Linked DNA regions of Sus scrofa: region 1 is linked to region 2. Evidence: chromatin contacts called from public HiChIP or PLAC-seq data. All regions are on one chromosome and are shown on one strand. Each heading gives the region's core, a stretch centred on a gene start, on an enhancer-like site or on the middle of the called end of the contact. The rest is flanking DNA. Distances are from core to core; before and after follow the strand shown.

Region 1 (7,183 bases), core at 4,523-7,022, 270 kb after region 2:
GGGACCGTAGGAGGCGCAGCCCAAAGGCCAGGGACTTCGGTTTAGGACCAGGTAGGAAGAAGGGGCGCGGCGTGGAGAGGGGGGGAGACTCGCCAGTCCCGGGAGCTTTTCCCGGTTTCCCCTCCCCTTCCCGGGTCATTCCCGGCAGGGAGGGGACGAGGTAGGGGGCAGAGCGGATGGAAGCCGGAGATCCCAGGTTCCCGGAACACCCGGGCTGGGGCCCTCGGGTTTCTCGTGTCCTCTCCCTACCCCCCATGCCTCGGGTTTCTCTCTCGGTCCCCGCCGCGCGGGGCCAACGGACTGAGCGGCGCCCAGAGCGTCCCCGGGGCCCTTCTCCTGCTCCCCGCCCCGGCCACGCTCCGAGAGATCCAACTTCCGCGCCCGAGTTTGCGACTCGGCGCCTTCCCAGTGCGCGCTGGGGAAGGGGCTGCCTGGGGGCGGGGGCTAGGCGGGCTCCGTGGGGTGTCTGGGTCGGGCCCAGGGCCCAGGCGAGCGCGTCCGGGACAGCGCTTGTCCCAGCCGCTCGGCGGAGGCAGGGGAGCCGGGGCGGGCCGGGCGCACTGGAGGGTTCCGGGCACTCACGCGGCGCGCGCCTTCCTCCCCGCAGCCCCCCGGGATGCGGTAGCGGCCGCTGTGCGGAGGCCGCCGAGCAGCTGCAGCCGCCGCCGCGCAGATCCACGCTGGCTCCGTGCGCCATGGTCACCCACAGCAAGTTTCCCGCCGCCGGGATGAGCCGCCCCCTGGACACCAGCCTGCGCCTCAAGACCTTCAGCTCCAAGAGCGAGTACCAGCTGGTGGTGAACGCAGTGCGCAAGCTGCAGGAGAGCGGCTTCTACTGGAGCGCCGTGACCGGCGGCGAGGCGAACCTGCTGCTTAGCGCCGAGCCCGCGGGCACCTTCCTCATCCGCGACAGCTCGGACCAGCGACACTTCTTCACGCTCAGCGTCAAGACCCAGTCGGGGACCAAGAACCTGCGCATCCAGTGCGAGGGGGGCAGCTTCTCGCTGCAGAGTGACCCCCGCAGCACGCAGCCCGTGCCCCGCTTCGACTGCGTGCTCAAGCTGGTGCATCACTACATGCCACCCTCCGGCGCCCCCTCCTTCTCCTCGCCTCCGACTGAACCCTCCTCGTCGCCCTCCTCCGAGGTGCCCGAGCAGCCGCCCGCCCAGCCGCTCCCGGGGGGCCCCCCTAGAAGAGCCTATTACATCTACTCCGGGGGCGAGAAGATCCCTCTGGTGTTGAGCCGGCCCCTCTCCTCCAACGTGGCCACTCTCCAGCATCTCTGTCGGAAAACAGTCAACGGCCACCTGGACTCCTATGAGAAAGTCACCCAGCTGCCTGGGCCCATTCGGGAGTTCCTGGACCAGTACGATGCCCCACTTTAAGGAGCAAAGGGCAGAGGTCGGGGCGAGGGGCCAGGGTCCCCTCTCCTCCGTGGCACATGGCACAAGCACAAGAATCCAGGCGTGAGAGTCCTGTAGCTCTGGGTGAGCCAGGGGACGGACAGGCCCCTCCCTCCGCGCTCCCCCCCACAGCAGAACAGGGCCGTGGGGACCTGGAAGGTGTTTGAGGGGAGGGGGAGAGCCACTCGCGCGCCCCTCCCCCGCTCCAGCTTCTCCGGAGGAGCCGGCGGGCCCAGGGGGACCACAGCAGCCTCCGCAGCGGATTCTCCTCTCCGCTTCCTCCACCCCCTGCGCTCGCAAACAGGGGACACTGCGGGAGTGCTGAACTCGTGAGAACTGCCGGGAATCTTCGAACTTTCCAACGGAACGTGCTGGCTCTTTGATTTGGTTTAAAACAGCTTTCAACCTGAGCAGGTCTTGGGCCTGGAAAAGGGTGGACGAGAGAGAGGGCGCCTCGGGGGCCCGGGGCTGCAGGCTGGCCAGGGACCTGGCCCCTCGCACCCGCCCCGGCCCAGGTGAGGAGGGTGGCGGCGGCATGCTCCATCCCTGGCTCTGGGGAGAAGGGCAAGGGGTGACCCCCAAGGGGACCTTTCTGCTCCCCGTCCCCCTCCCCCTTGGGACAGCCACCAAAAATACAGGTCCCAGAGTCCATCGAGTGCTGGAGAGCCCAGGGCCCTCCCCTGTTTTAAGGGGGAAGTGGCGTGTGGAGGGGAGAGCGGGCTGGTCCATTGTTCTTCTTTCCCCACCCAGGCTGTACCTTCCAGCACCTGGGGGGTGGGGAAGATGGAGGAGATGAGCCACCTTTGACCCCAGACCCCGGACAGAGAAGATGGGTGTTCTATTTTGTGCCTCCTGACTATGTCTGGCTAGGAGATTCGCCTTAAATGCTCCCTATCCCATGGATAGGGACTGGCACACAAGAAGCCACACACTCAGCCAATCCAGGCCGAGGCCAAGGGGTTCTCGCCGCGGTGGCGCCCACCGGCCACTCACCGTTTGGTGGGGCAGAGATGAGCGCAGGAAGATGCCAGCCTAGTTGGTATTGGCCGGTCAGGGGTGCCGGGGGCCAGAGCAGAGCCACCAGGCCCCAGAGCCCCCAGACCCTGCCCAGCCCTCCCTCCTCACCTCGGGGAGCTGGCAGGAAGTCAGAGGCCCCGTCACCCAGCTGCTCCCGCTCTGCAATAGCACTGATCAGTGAAAACCTACAAGAATGTAGTGGCGATGGAATTACCTGGAACTGTTCCTTTTTTGGGGAAAACTAAACAAACAAAAAGGTTTCTGTGTCAGGTATTGGGCTGGATGGGGCAGCTGTGTGTTGGGGTGGTTTCTTTTTTTTTCTGTTATTTTGTTTGGGTTTTGTTTGTGTTTTTTAATAATGTTTACAATCTGCCTCAATCACTCTGTCTTTTATAAAGATTCCACCTCCAGTCCTCTCCCCTCCCCCCCACCCAGGCCCTCGAGGCTGTTAGGAGATGCTTGAAAAACTCAACGAAATACCAATCCAAGTCAAACTTTGCACATATTTATATTTATATTCAAAGAAGAAACATTTCAGTAATTTATAATAAAGAGCACTATTTTTTAATGAAGAACCTGCCTTGAGCCTTTTTGCGCCCCCTCCTGCCTTGTTCTCTCCTGCACCCACCCCCACACTGTGCATCCGAGGGAGGAAGAGGAGCCACACCGAGGGGGACGGCTCTGCCCCCTCGCTGCCCCGGTGCGCCTCGTGATGGAATCCAACTCGGCTTCACGTCACCGACAAGCTAAGGCAGCCACCTAGACTCTACCGAGAGGGGTAATTCCTGCTAGTCTGATTCAGATCTGACCAGAATATGCAAAGCAAGTTCGAAGGAAGCGCTTCAAAGGGTTTGCAGGGAGTATAAGCTGAGCTGTGGTCAAAGCTTTTAGAGGCTCCAAGCTATTAGAGGCGCTGGGCTCCGTGGCCAGGGACGTGTTCCGAGAAAGCCCAGACTACAGGGTCCCGGTGGTGACCCCTGACCTCGGCCCGGTCCGGTGCAATGGAGGTGGGGGGGAGGGGCAGTCTCGGGGGTAACCCCCCTCCCCCACCCCCAGGAGCCCCAGCCTGAGCGGTGCCTGGGGCCACCTGCCTCCCAGTAAGAGCCCCCACCCACCCACCCCCGTCTCTTTACCTCTTTTCAGTGACTCCCCACCTGTGGGCACTTGGAGGCCGCCTGGGTTAACCTTGGCAGCCATCGCCAGGAGGCTGGTGTTATCACCCCATATTTTCAGACACAATCGTGTGCTCCATGGGAGCGGGAAGTTGGACCGGTCACTTGCGATGCCTAGAACGGGTGCTCAGTAAATATTTGTTGGCTGAGTGGGGACAGCCTCTCAGGTTCACGGAGGTTAAGCAACGGCCCAGGGACACACCACTTGGGAATGAGGGAGAGACACAGGCTAGGAACCCAGCAGCCTTTGACTTTTCCAAAGCCCCTGAACTAACTCTCCGCCTCCCTATATAAGACTAAGTACGCCCTAGGGTGGCCCCTAGGTGGGTCTCCCCGCCCCCAACCCCTCCGCAAAGCCAAGAGGTTGGTGACCCCCACACCCGCCACCCCGCCACACACACCCTCCACACTCGGGGCTAGGGTTCTGCGCCTTCTCCATAACGCTTCCCTCTCATGCTTCTCCCGCCTCCAAGCCCCCAGACCTGACAGCTGGAGAGACGAGTGTTTGCCCCAAGTCAGGGCCCCCTCCCCGCCTCTGAGCCTCGGATGCCTGAAACAAATGCCAGAGCCCTCTTCTGGGCCCCCGATAAGCTGCTCCAGTCCAAAAGGCAGCTGAGAGTAAATAAACAAAGTCGTTTTTCTTTCCCATTTCCTGGACTTTGGGGGAAAATAACCTAAAGTGACGAGAAAGGGCCCGGCCAGGCGTGAGACCGACCGCTGAGTGGACAGAGCACGTAGGAACCACACCAGAGAGACCCCCACTTCTGCAACCAGGAATGCAGACGCAGGCAAGGTCACCTTCCTGCGGGGGGGGGACCCCCGTAGGGGGGACCCCCGTGGGGTGGGGGGACCCCCGTGGGGCCTGGCTCCCCAGTGCCCCCCAGGAGGATGAGGGCCTGGGAAACTTGGCAGGTTCTTTCCCACCCTAGGGCCTGCCAGCTTTGCCACCATCTGCCTTCCACGCAGCAGAGCGCTCGCACTGGCTGGCACCCAGCCTCCATGGAACCTTGGAACTCGGGGCACACCAAGGCCCTGTTCTGGGCCCAGAGGGCAGCTGTTTAGCCAGGGTGTCCAGTTTCAGAGGGTGAAAACAAAAGGGCTTGGTGGGGAGCAGTGATCTCCACCTCCAGAATGTCCAACGCAGAGGCAGGGCGACCCCTGACTCCGTTCCCTCGCTGCGCCCCGCCCCCCAGCCTTCTTCTTGTAGGTCTGTCCATTTTCAGACCACAGACTAGACCAACCCTCTGGTTCTGCAGACAGGTCAAACTGAGTCCCAGAGAAGGAAAGCCAACTTCTTACTCAAGTTCAACACCAGGATGAGAATCGCTCAGACAGCGCCGCTCACAAGCACTTTTTCGTTCTCCCCCCTCATCCCAACCCCTGTTCCAGAAGTCTTTCTGCACTTCTCAGAAACCAAGTCCTTCCAGAGGCAGACACAGGACTTCGTGGGGGGACCCTCTGTCCTTGCTACCAGAAGAGGGGTGTGCCTGGTTCCATGATTTGCTAAGAAGCATCCTGCAGGGCACGGGGGACAATTCTCTGTGGTTCGAGCAGGCACCCATGCCTTAGCAGGGCTAAGAAAAGCACGGGGGGGGGGTGTCCTGGCCGATGCCAAGGGAGATGGTGCCCCCAGGCCCTCTGCCCCATCACCCTGCTTCTGGCGCTGCAGGAGTTTATCCCCAAGAGGCCCTGTCCTCTCTCCGGTCCTGCTGTTTTGGGCAGGCCTCTCGATGAATTAGAGCCAGGAATGGGAACTCTAAGGCCTGCTCTGGGGGAGGGAAGTCGGGAGGCCACAGACGGGGGAGCTGGAGATGGAAAATTAGCCGGCACGTGTGTCCTAGTCTAAGGAGCCAGTAAGGATGTTTGGGAGGAGGTACCGGGCCGGGGGTGGGGAGTGGGGGCGTGTGGGGGGGTGCAGACAGCCACAAAAGGAGTCTAGGAAGAGACAGCAGTCTGCGGGGTAGGGGATAACGTGCATGGGGCGGACCGGGAAGAAGGACACCGAAGTGGGAAGAGCCTAGTCCCGGCGCACCTTCCCGAGCCGCGTCCCGGCCGCTCCCGTTTAAGCGGCCCCCGGGCGGGCGCGCCGCTCCGAGGCCGGCCTCTGCCAGGAAGAGTCACTTCCCGGACACCGCGGGAGCCCTGGCGGAGCTATGCGAAGAATGTCCGCGCGGAGCCGCGCGGGTGGCACCTCCCGGGCCCCAGGCGCCGCCGCCGCCCAGCCGAGCGTGCGCGCGGAGGGCCGGCCCCGCCTCGCCACGCCCCCGCCACGCCCCCGCCGCCCGCGGAGCGGTCGCCATGGCAACGGGATTACAGGCGCAGAGTGCTGTTTATTCTCAGCCGAGTGCCAGGAAATTCGGCCGGGAGGCTGCCAGGCGCACCTCCCTGGGGTGGGGGGCGGGAGAGGGAGGAGAGAGGGTGGACCGGCGCGCCCGGGGCTCGTGGGGGGGGTGGGGGGAGGAGGGAGGGAGAGGGGGAGGGAGTCCTTCGTCCCTGGGGGTCGCTGGCCCCTCGGAGGGGAAACTGCTCAGAAAGCTTAGACTCTTTGCTGGCCACGAGTGGATCAAGTTTTCTCGTCCTAAGGGAGCCCAGAGTCCCCTCCAGGCCGGCAGCCCCTCCCCCCGCCACGTACCTCTGTCCTTGGAGTCCCACAGCCCCTGCCTCTCCCTCACTCATTCACTCACTCATTCATTCATTTACTCAGCGAGAACCGAGTATCAGGGGATTGAGGGCGAACAAGACAAGGCCCTGCTCCTGCTCTCCGGCAATTTAGTGGCAGGGACAGACGCTGGTAAAACTGTAAATAAGATGACCCATCAACTGCTGTTGGTGCAGCAAACATGCATCTTCACGTCACCTCTCCAGTACCTGGAACATCCACGATCCGTCTCACCCTCAGGTCCGGTGACCGGCTTGTCCTCGGTTAGTGGCCCTAAATGTCTGGCAAACCAGGACAGTCAATCACTCTTGCATTTCAGAGAAGGAGAAACGGAGGTCTGGGTTACAAGGGGAGTTCTTCCAGGGTCATGTCCTCAGAGAGACCTGGAGGCCCTACCTGAGAATCCAGGGCTCTTTCCGATTAACTCCCCCCCCCCCCCCCCCCCCCCCCGCCCAGGCGTCTCCTGAAAGCCACAGAGCCACCTGTGGGCCCCCAGGGGGCGGACGAAATGACTGACTCCTGGACTCCCACCCAGCTCCCCTGAATCTGAAGCCCCAGGGATGGGGAGTTCCCCGGTGGTCTAGCAGTTAAAAGATCCAGCGTTGTCATTGCCGAGGCACAGGTTCGACCCTTGGCCTGGGACCTTCTGCATGCCAAGGGTGCAGCCAAAAAAAATAATAGCCCAAAAGCCCCCAAGGATAGCTGGGAATCTGAACCCTTGACCCCCTCCTTAGGTGACTCTCAGACCACTAGCTGCTCCTGCCTTCGGGGAAGACAAGCCTGGATGTTCCTTTCTTCCTGGGTCAGGGAATTTCCTCCTTGAACCTTGACTAAGCTGGAGCTGGAAATCAGCAGAGAGGGAAGGCCCAGGTCCGCCGCCCACACTGCAGCAAGTGCAGACAAGTGCAGCCCTTCCCTCTGCTGGGCTCCAG
Region 2 (6,959 bases), core at 949-3,448:
GATCAAACTACCGGCCTTGGCGCTCCTGTTGTGGCTCAGAGGGGATGAGCCCGACTAGGATCCATGAGGTTGCGGGTTCGATCCCTGGCCTCGCTCAGTGGGTTAAGGACCTGGCGTTGCCACGAGCTGTGGTGCAGGTCGCAGGCGCGGCTTGGATCCCGCATGGCTGTGGCGTGGGCCGGCAGCTGCAGCTCTGACTCGACCCCAGCCTGGGACCCTCCGCACTACCAGCCTTATAACTGGTGAAGAGAAGGCGTCTTCCTAACTCCAGGCACCTGGGAATAGGTGGCAGATTTGCAAAGTCAGTCAGGTTTCTCCCTCCTTCCTCCTCCTGATCGGGTCTTTGGAGCATTTGGGGTCAGCATTTGGTTTAAGGAGTCTCGTCAAACACGGCCGTGCCCCGGGGTTACACGGCCGGTCCTCATTATTCACGGATTCCGTCTGGAGTTTGCCGGCTCCGTGGAATCTGTTTGCAGCCCCGGATGAACACGAAGGTGGTGCTTTCACAGCGTCTGTGAACACACCCAGACACAGCTGCTCCCTCCGTGGGTTCCTGGGCCCTGGGAGTGAGGCCAAGCTCTGCCTCCGTACAGGGCTCAGGCCTCAAATAAGGGCCCTGGGTAGTGCTGTGTTTATGCCCTTTCTGTGGGTAACTTCTCTGTTTAAAATGGCCCCAAGTGGAGTTCCCGTCGTGGCGTAGTGGTTAATGAATCCGACTAGGAACCATGAGGATGCAGGTTCGATCCCTGGCCTCGCTCAGTGAGTTGGGGATCCGGTGTTGCCGTGTGCCATGGTGTAGGTTGCAGACATGGCTCGGATCCCGCATTGCTGTGGCTCTGGCGTAGGCCAGCGGCTATAGCTCCAATTGGACCCCTAGTCTGGGAACCTCCATGTGCCGCGGGAGCGGCCCTAGAAAAAGCAAAAAGACAAAATAAATGAATAAATAAATAAATAAAATGGCCCCAAGTAAGTGCTGAAGTGCCGGGCGTTCCCAAGTGCTAGAAGGCCGTGGTGCGCCCTGCCGAGCACGCGCGTGATAGACGGGCCTCCTGCAGGCGCGAGTTCAGCGCCAGTGGGGTGACCCGAGACAGAGACACACGTGAAACCAGCTTATGGGTTGATCCTTTGATAAGAAGGGATCGGGGGCTCTCAGGAACCTCGTCCTGCATTTCCCCTGGGAATGCTGGTTCCGCGTCGGGCGGTTCACGGTCAGCAGCGACTTTCTGGCCGGATAACTTCCTGACTTATGAGGACCCGCTGTGTCTCTAGCCCTCTTCCTCCCCTGACGCCTTAGGCCTGGATGGCTCCCTGCTTCACTCGTCATCCCCACGGACATCTGCAGGGGGCCTCACGCTCAGCTAGGCACGGTGGAGCCCCAGCCGTGCCCATCCTGGGAGACAGCAGGTCCACCCACGTGACGTGCGGTCACATGTTGGGAGGAAACCCGGATTCCTCCGTTCCTCTCGTGTCCCCATCCAGGCGTTAGTAGTGCCGTCCTTTCTGCCTCCGCGCTCTCCTGAAGCCCCTGCTTTCCTCCACCTCTGCTGCTGCTGCCTGAGCAGAGCCGTGGCATCGCTCCCGTGGGGGCCACGCTGTGTCCCCGAAGCCCATGCCCCCCTCCCCGGGCACCTGACTAGCTGTCCCTTCTCAGACCCAGAGTGGGGAGCCGAGAAGGATTTCATGGTATGGTGGGAGCATGTGGGGTTCTTTGCGTGATGGTGGCTTCTGTAAACTGAGACCTGCCTCCGAACTTGGTAGGAATAGTTTTGAGACTGAAAGGGAGGTGTTTTTTTAAGGGAAAATATACATCTGAACAATAGTTTAAGTACGAGCTTGGAGAAAATCTTGAAGAAACACCCTTTGAAACATAGATCCTTAGAGTTTTCTTATTTGTCTTGTATTTTACTGACGCCTTCTAAATGAGATTTGATTTTAGACCAAACCATGGTTTCCGCTAAGTTTGTTTTTAAAATCAGTGGCAGGTACCCAGAAGCAGTTTGGACCTGGCGCCCACGGGGTGCTCACTGCCTTCCCGCCTCCTCTGGTCTGCGCCCCCCTCCCGCGGGCGTGGCGGCGGCTTCAGCTCCTGGGCCCTGGCTCCTTGCCACGTGTTCGGTTCGCTCTCCGAGCTGAGTAAAAGGATGGGTGGAGTGCCCCGATTTTGTAACGTTGGTCTTGTGGTTTTGCAGAGAAAGGGGGTGACGTAGAATTAGTCAGGCAGAGAGGGAGCAGAGCAGACAGGAAGGGGAGAAGCCGTGCTTGTGCATCAGAGCAGAGGCCCACGGCAGAAGGGGGCGAGCAGGCAGGTGCCCGTGCTCCCCAGCCCCCTCCTTCCCTGCGCCTGCGTGAACACGCTCACAGCCCGAGCCCTGATGTCAGCTGTTCGCATGTTTATTGAAGGCTGGCCATTATTTCTAAAAGTTGTTCATTGAATTTGGTTTCGAAGTGCACAGAACACCCAATGTGGCGATGTGGTCACCCCGCCGCCCCATTAGTCTTGTATTCTCCTAAGTAGTAAAAGTTCCAGAAAGATCGTAGCTGGAAATATCAGTTGAGTTTTTCATAAATGGCTGGTGCTTGTGATGCATTACTTTAATCCCGTTAAAGAATGAGCTTTCCTGATGGCTTAGCCACCACCGTCCCCTGCAGAGCTGTTGGGCATGTTTGATCCTTAAACATGTCCCTTTTGACTCAGGACAGTGTTGAAACCAGCCTTGATCATTCAGTGGGTGGTGAGAATTTGTACGGAGCCGAGGGGACAGCTAATGTGGTTGTCCTGTGATTACCTAAAAGCGTAGAAAGCTTTTTTAGCAGACACTCTTCGTCTTTGAGAAGGGGAGTCCTGGTTCATAGAATCATAAACTCTTTAGAGGGGAAACTTACCACAAGTCCGAGTTTGTTTCCGGTACAGGGGGCGCGATGGGTGACAGTGAGGGGGAGGGGGGGGTGGCGGAGGCGGGAGGGGGGGAATGTGTGTTTCTGGAGCTGGACTCTGAGGGGTAGGTAGGAAAAGGAAAACGACCTTAAAATTTATTTTGTCACAGTGATGCACATGCATAGCCTAAGAGACCATGCGCCACATAAGAGTTTCCACGCTTGCTTGTAACCGCGTTCCTCTCAGAAGTCAAGGGTCTGTCAACTGATGAGGGAATGGACGGGATGGGGTGCGGCCCCGTGGTAGAGTGTTCTTCCACCTTGGAGAGGAACGAAGTGGGGTGCGTGCGACGTGCCTTGAACCCCGAAAACACCGTGCTGAGGGAAAGGACCCGAGGCTGAAGGCCATGCAGGGTCCGTGGGCAGATGCACAGGCTTGGGGTCTGCCGGCGGCTTGGCCTGGAGGCAGGAAGAGTGACTGCTCCTGGGGGCGGGGTGGGGATCTTCTGAGGATGATGAATAGGTAACTTTGTGAGTGTACTGCAAACCACTGAATTGTACACTTTTTAAGAGTGTGAACTGTGTGGTTTGTATATCAAGACAAATTCTGCCTTAAGGAAACAACATGCCGATACCATTTTCAGGTTAAAGTAATTTTCAGGAGTTCCCGTCATGGCGCAGTGGTTAACGAATCCGACTAGGAACCATGAAGTTGTGGGTTCAATCCCTGGCCTCGCTCAGTGGGTGAAGGATCCGGCGTTGCCGTGAGCTGTGGTGTAGGTTGCAGACGCGGCTCGGATCCAACGTTGCTGTGGCTCTGGCGTAGGCCGGTGGCTACAGCTCCGATTCAGCCTCTAGCCTGGGAACCTCCATATGCCGCGGGAGTGGCCCAAGAAATAGCCAAAAAAGACCAAAAAAAAAAAAAAAAAACTAATTAAAAGTAATTTTCAAATATTGTCAAGTCTTCACACAGTGGAACCCTCAATGTAACCACTACTGACTCCATTTGATCTTTTTGTATTTGGAAGCGCTGCATTGATTTCAGCCCCTTATTTAAAAATTCATCTAGAAATTCTCTTACGGCGCAGTGTGTTACGGGTCTGGTGTGGTCACTGCTGTGACATGAGTTAGATCCCTGGCCTGGATGCCACAGGCAAGGCCAAAAGAAAAAAAACTATATGATATATAAACAGGTCTTTTAAGTAACAAATACAGACATTTGCCGTCATGGAGAAGAGGAAAACGGGTTACATAACCAACAAGGTTCTAATGCAGAAGAGCAGTTCCCGGCCCCACCTGGCGGTCCTTTCCTGGGGCAGCCATTCTGGACTTTTTCTTTTGTTTGTCTTTTTGTCTTTTTTAGGGGCACACCCTCGGCACGTGGAGGTTCCCAGGCTAGGGGTCTAATCGGAGCTATAGCTGCCGGCCTACACCAGAGCCACAGCAACTCGGGATCCGAGCCATGTCTGCGACCTACACCACAGCTTACGGCAACGTGGGAACCTTAACCCACTGAGTGAAGCCAGGGATCGAACCGGCAACCTCATGGTTCCTAGCTGGATTTGTTTCTGCTGCGCCACGACAGGAACTCCCACTTTGGACTTTTTTTAACCTGCTTAACAATATTTTTGTTTCTTCTTCCTCCTCTTCCTCCTCTTCTTCCTCCTCCTCCCGCACCTGAGGCATTTTGGAGTTCCCTGGCCGGGGGTCGAATCAGAGCTGCAACTGGGACCTATACCACAGCACGGCAACATCTGATCCTTAACCCACTGAGCAAGGCCAGGGATCAAACCCACATCCTCACAAAGACAACGCTGGGTCCCTAACCCGTTGAGCCACGACAGGAAGTGCTGCTCGTGCTTCTAGATGGCCAGTTTCAGACCTGCTCTGTGTGCTTTCTGTTGCCCACAGAGCACGGGCCCACGGAGCCGTGTGGTGTCTGCAGCTGTGCTGCTTTCCGGGTGCGCCTGTTTGTCTCCCTTTTGCCTGGTTTCCTTTGGCATTACCGGCCGTGTTCTAAATGCTGCAGCTCTGCCCTCGCGCTCTGCTTCGGCACGTCCCGGTGTGTCCCCGGACAGGCCCGTCGGTCTCTGCTCGCGCCTAGATGGGCTGCTCGCAGGCCTGCTGTGTGGCCTGTGTTTTCTCTTCCTCCGGAGTCACTGGAGATGACCTCTGTTGGACCACCTTTTCCTGGGTCTCTGTCCCTCCTGTTTTCAGGTGACCCCAAGTCTACAGAAGCCCGTTCTTCTTCCCTAGGAAGGGGGGTGTGGGGGGGGTCTGTGCTCTGAGTCTGCATCTCAGAGCGTCTCAGCCCACCCTTCACACTTTCTGCTTACATGTGATGGTTTATATTTTTTTTCATTGTAGCTGGTGTACAGCCTTAGCACTTTTTGGCATAAAATTCTTTGACGATTTCTTCTGATTTTAAAGGCTGTGTGTGTGCGCGTGTGCACACATTATGTCCGTGGGATTTATCCATGTTGTTTCGTGTAGTCATAGTTCACTTTTACGCATGTGTGATATTTTATCTTTTGAATATGCCACAGTTAAAAAAAATTGGTTCCAGTTCTCATGGACATTTAGGTGGTTTCCATGTCGGGGTTGGTGCCGCAGGTGCCGCTGCGACGGCCCTCACGCTTCCCGGTCTGCAAGCGGAGGGTGCGTCCCCAGCGGTGTTTACACAAAATCAGCCTGCAGCTTCTTTCAGCTCGGTCATGTCAGGCGTTTAGATCCATACGGGGCTTTTCTGGGCTCCGGATTCATCTCTGTTGGTCGGTCCCTGTCAGAACCACATGTCCTATGCCGCAGACAGACAAGGAAGACCGGCGGGGCTGTGATTTGCAGTGGCCTTGGATCCGTGAGTGTGCTGGGTCCCGAGCGCACCTTGCCTCTCCATGGGTATCAGGGGACCTCTTTAAAGTCTTCTGATAAAACGTTAGAATTTTTCCCCATTAAACTCTTGCCCATTGGTTTTTTTGTTTGTTTGTTTGTTTTGCCTTTTTCTGGGGCTGCTCCCTCGGCACATGGAGGTTCCCAGGCTAGGGGTTGAATCAGAGCTGTAGCCGCCGGCCTACACCACAGCCACAGCAATGTGGGATCCCAGCCATGTCTGCGACCCACACCACAGCTCACGGCAACGCCGGATCCTTAACCCACTGAGCAAGGGCAGGGATCGAACCCGCAACCCCATGGTTCCTATTTGGATTCGTTAACCACTGCGCCACGACCAGGTGTTTGCATTTGTGCTTTTCTGTGTAGACTTGGTAACCAAGAGCGTTGAGGAGCTCTGTGAATTATTCTAACAGTTGATCTTTAGGGTTTGTGGTGGTGGTTTTTTTTTACCTTTTCTCTGCGGACGGTCAAACCACCTGTGATACCATTGTGTCCTTTTCTTCGTCTTTGCAATCATTGCGCCCTTTCTCTTGCCCATTCACTGGAGCAGTGGGACCCCGTTATCCTGGGGCTCCCCGAGGGAGAAGGATTGGCTGGAAAGCCCTCCAGCACAGCACCAGTGAACTCAATGACAGGGAATGCCCTTCCTCTTTCCCCGTCTTAAAGGAGAAGCTTTGTGTCTCCCCACAATGTATAACATTGACTATAAATTGTAAATACCTTTTCTCATTTTTAAAAAAGATTCCTCCTGTTTCTAGTTTGCCAGATGTGTTTGAGTCACGAATGGCTGTTCAGTTCTTTCAGTACTTTTCTTGCAAATACAGGTGTGATATTGTGGTATGAATATACAACCGAGGCATGACCTAGTCTAGCCCCACACTGTCCTGTGTGGTAGCCACTGCTGAGCACTCGAAGTACGTTCTACGTGGGAAACACACCCTGGATTTCGACACCTTAGTACGAAAGAAACAATGCGAAACACCGTATTGTATTGATTATATATTGAAATGATAATGTTTTAGATATTTTGGGTTAAGTAAAATATTTCATTAAGGTTATTTTACGTTGTGCCTTTTAGTTGTTTAATGTGGCTCCTCGGCAATTTTTCATCACATGTTCGGCTCACGTGTTTTTTATGGGCATGGCTGGCTGGATGCTTCGGTGTTTGTAGGCACATTTAGTTCCTCATAGTA

Evidence for each region. HiChIP or PLAC-seq counts read pairs in DNA pulled down with a chosen protein or histone mark.
Region 1: an H3K27ac HiChIP or PLAC-seq map of alveolar macrophages shows a contact between it and region 2. The contact joins two enhancer-like sites.

The regions. Positions count from the first base shown.
Region 1 is chr12:3,644,024-3,651,206 of Sscrofa11.1, forward strand. SOCS3 (suppressor of cytokine signaling 3) reads left to right here and starts at 696. Exons shown (of 1, transcript NM_001123196.1): 1 at 696-1,385. The coding sequence starts at 696. The coding sequence ends at 1,385. Within about 2 kb of position 5,773, at least 59 of the 83 cell types and tissues checked have an H3K27ac peak or open chromatin away from gene starts, as enhancers often do. A contact at or near this core is called in alveolar macrophages, where this site is marked.
Region 2 is chr12:3,377,388-3,384,346 of Sscrofa11.1, forward strand. All of the region lies in intron 1 of CYTH1 (cytohesin-1), which reads left to right. Among named protein-coding and RNA genes, the nearest start is that of CYTH1, 25 kb to the left of the region's middle. Within about 2 kb of position 2,199, at least 23 of the 83 cell types and tissues checked have an H3K27ac peak or open chromatin away from gene starts, as enhancers often do. A contact at or near this core is called in alveolar macrophages, where this site is marked.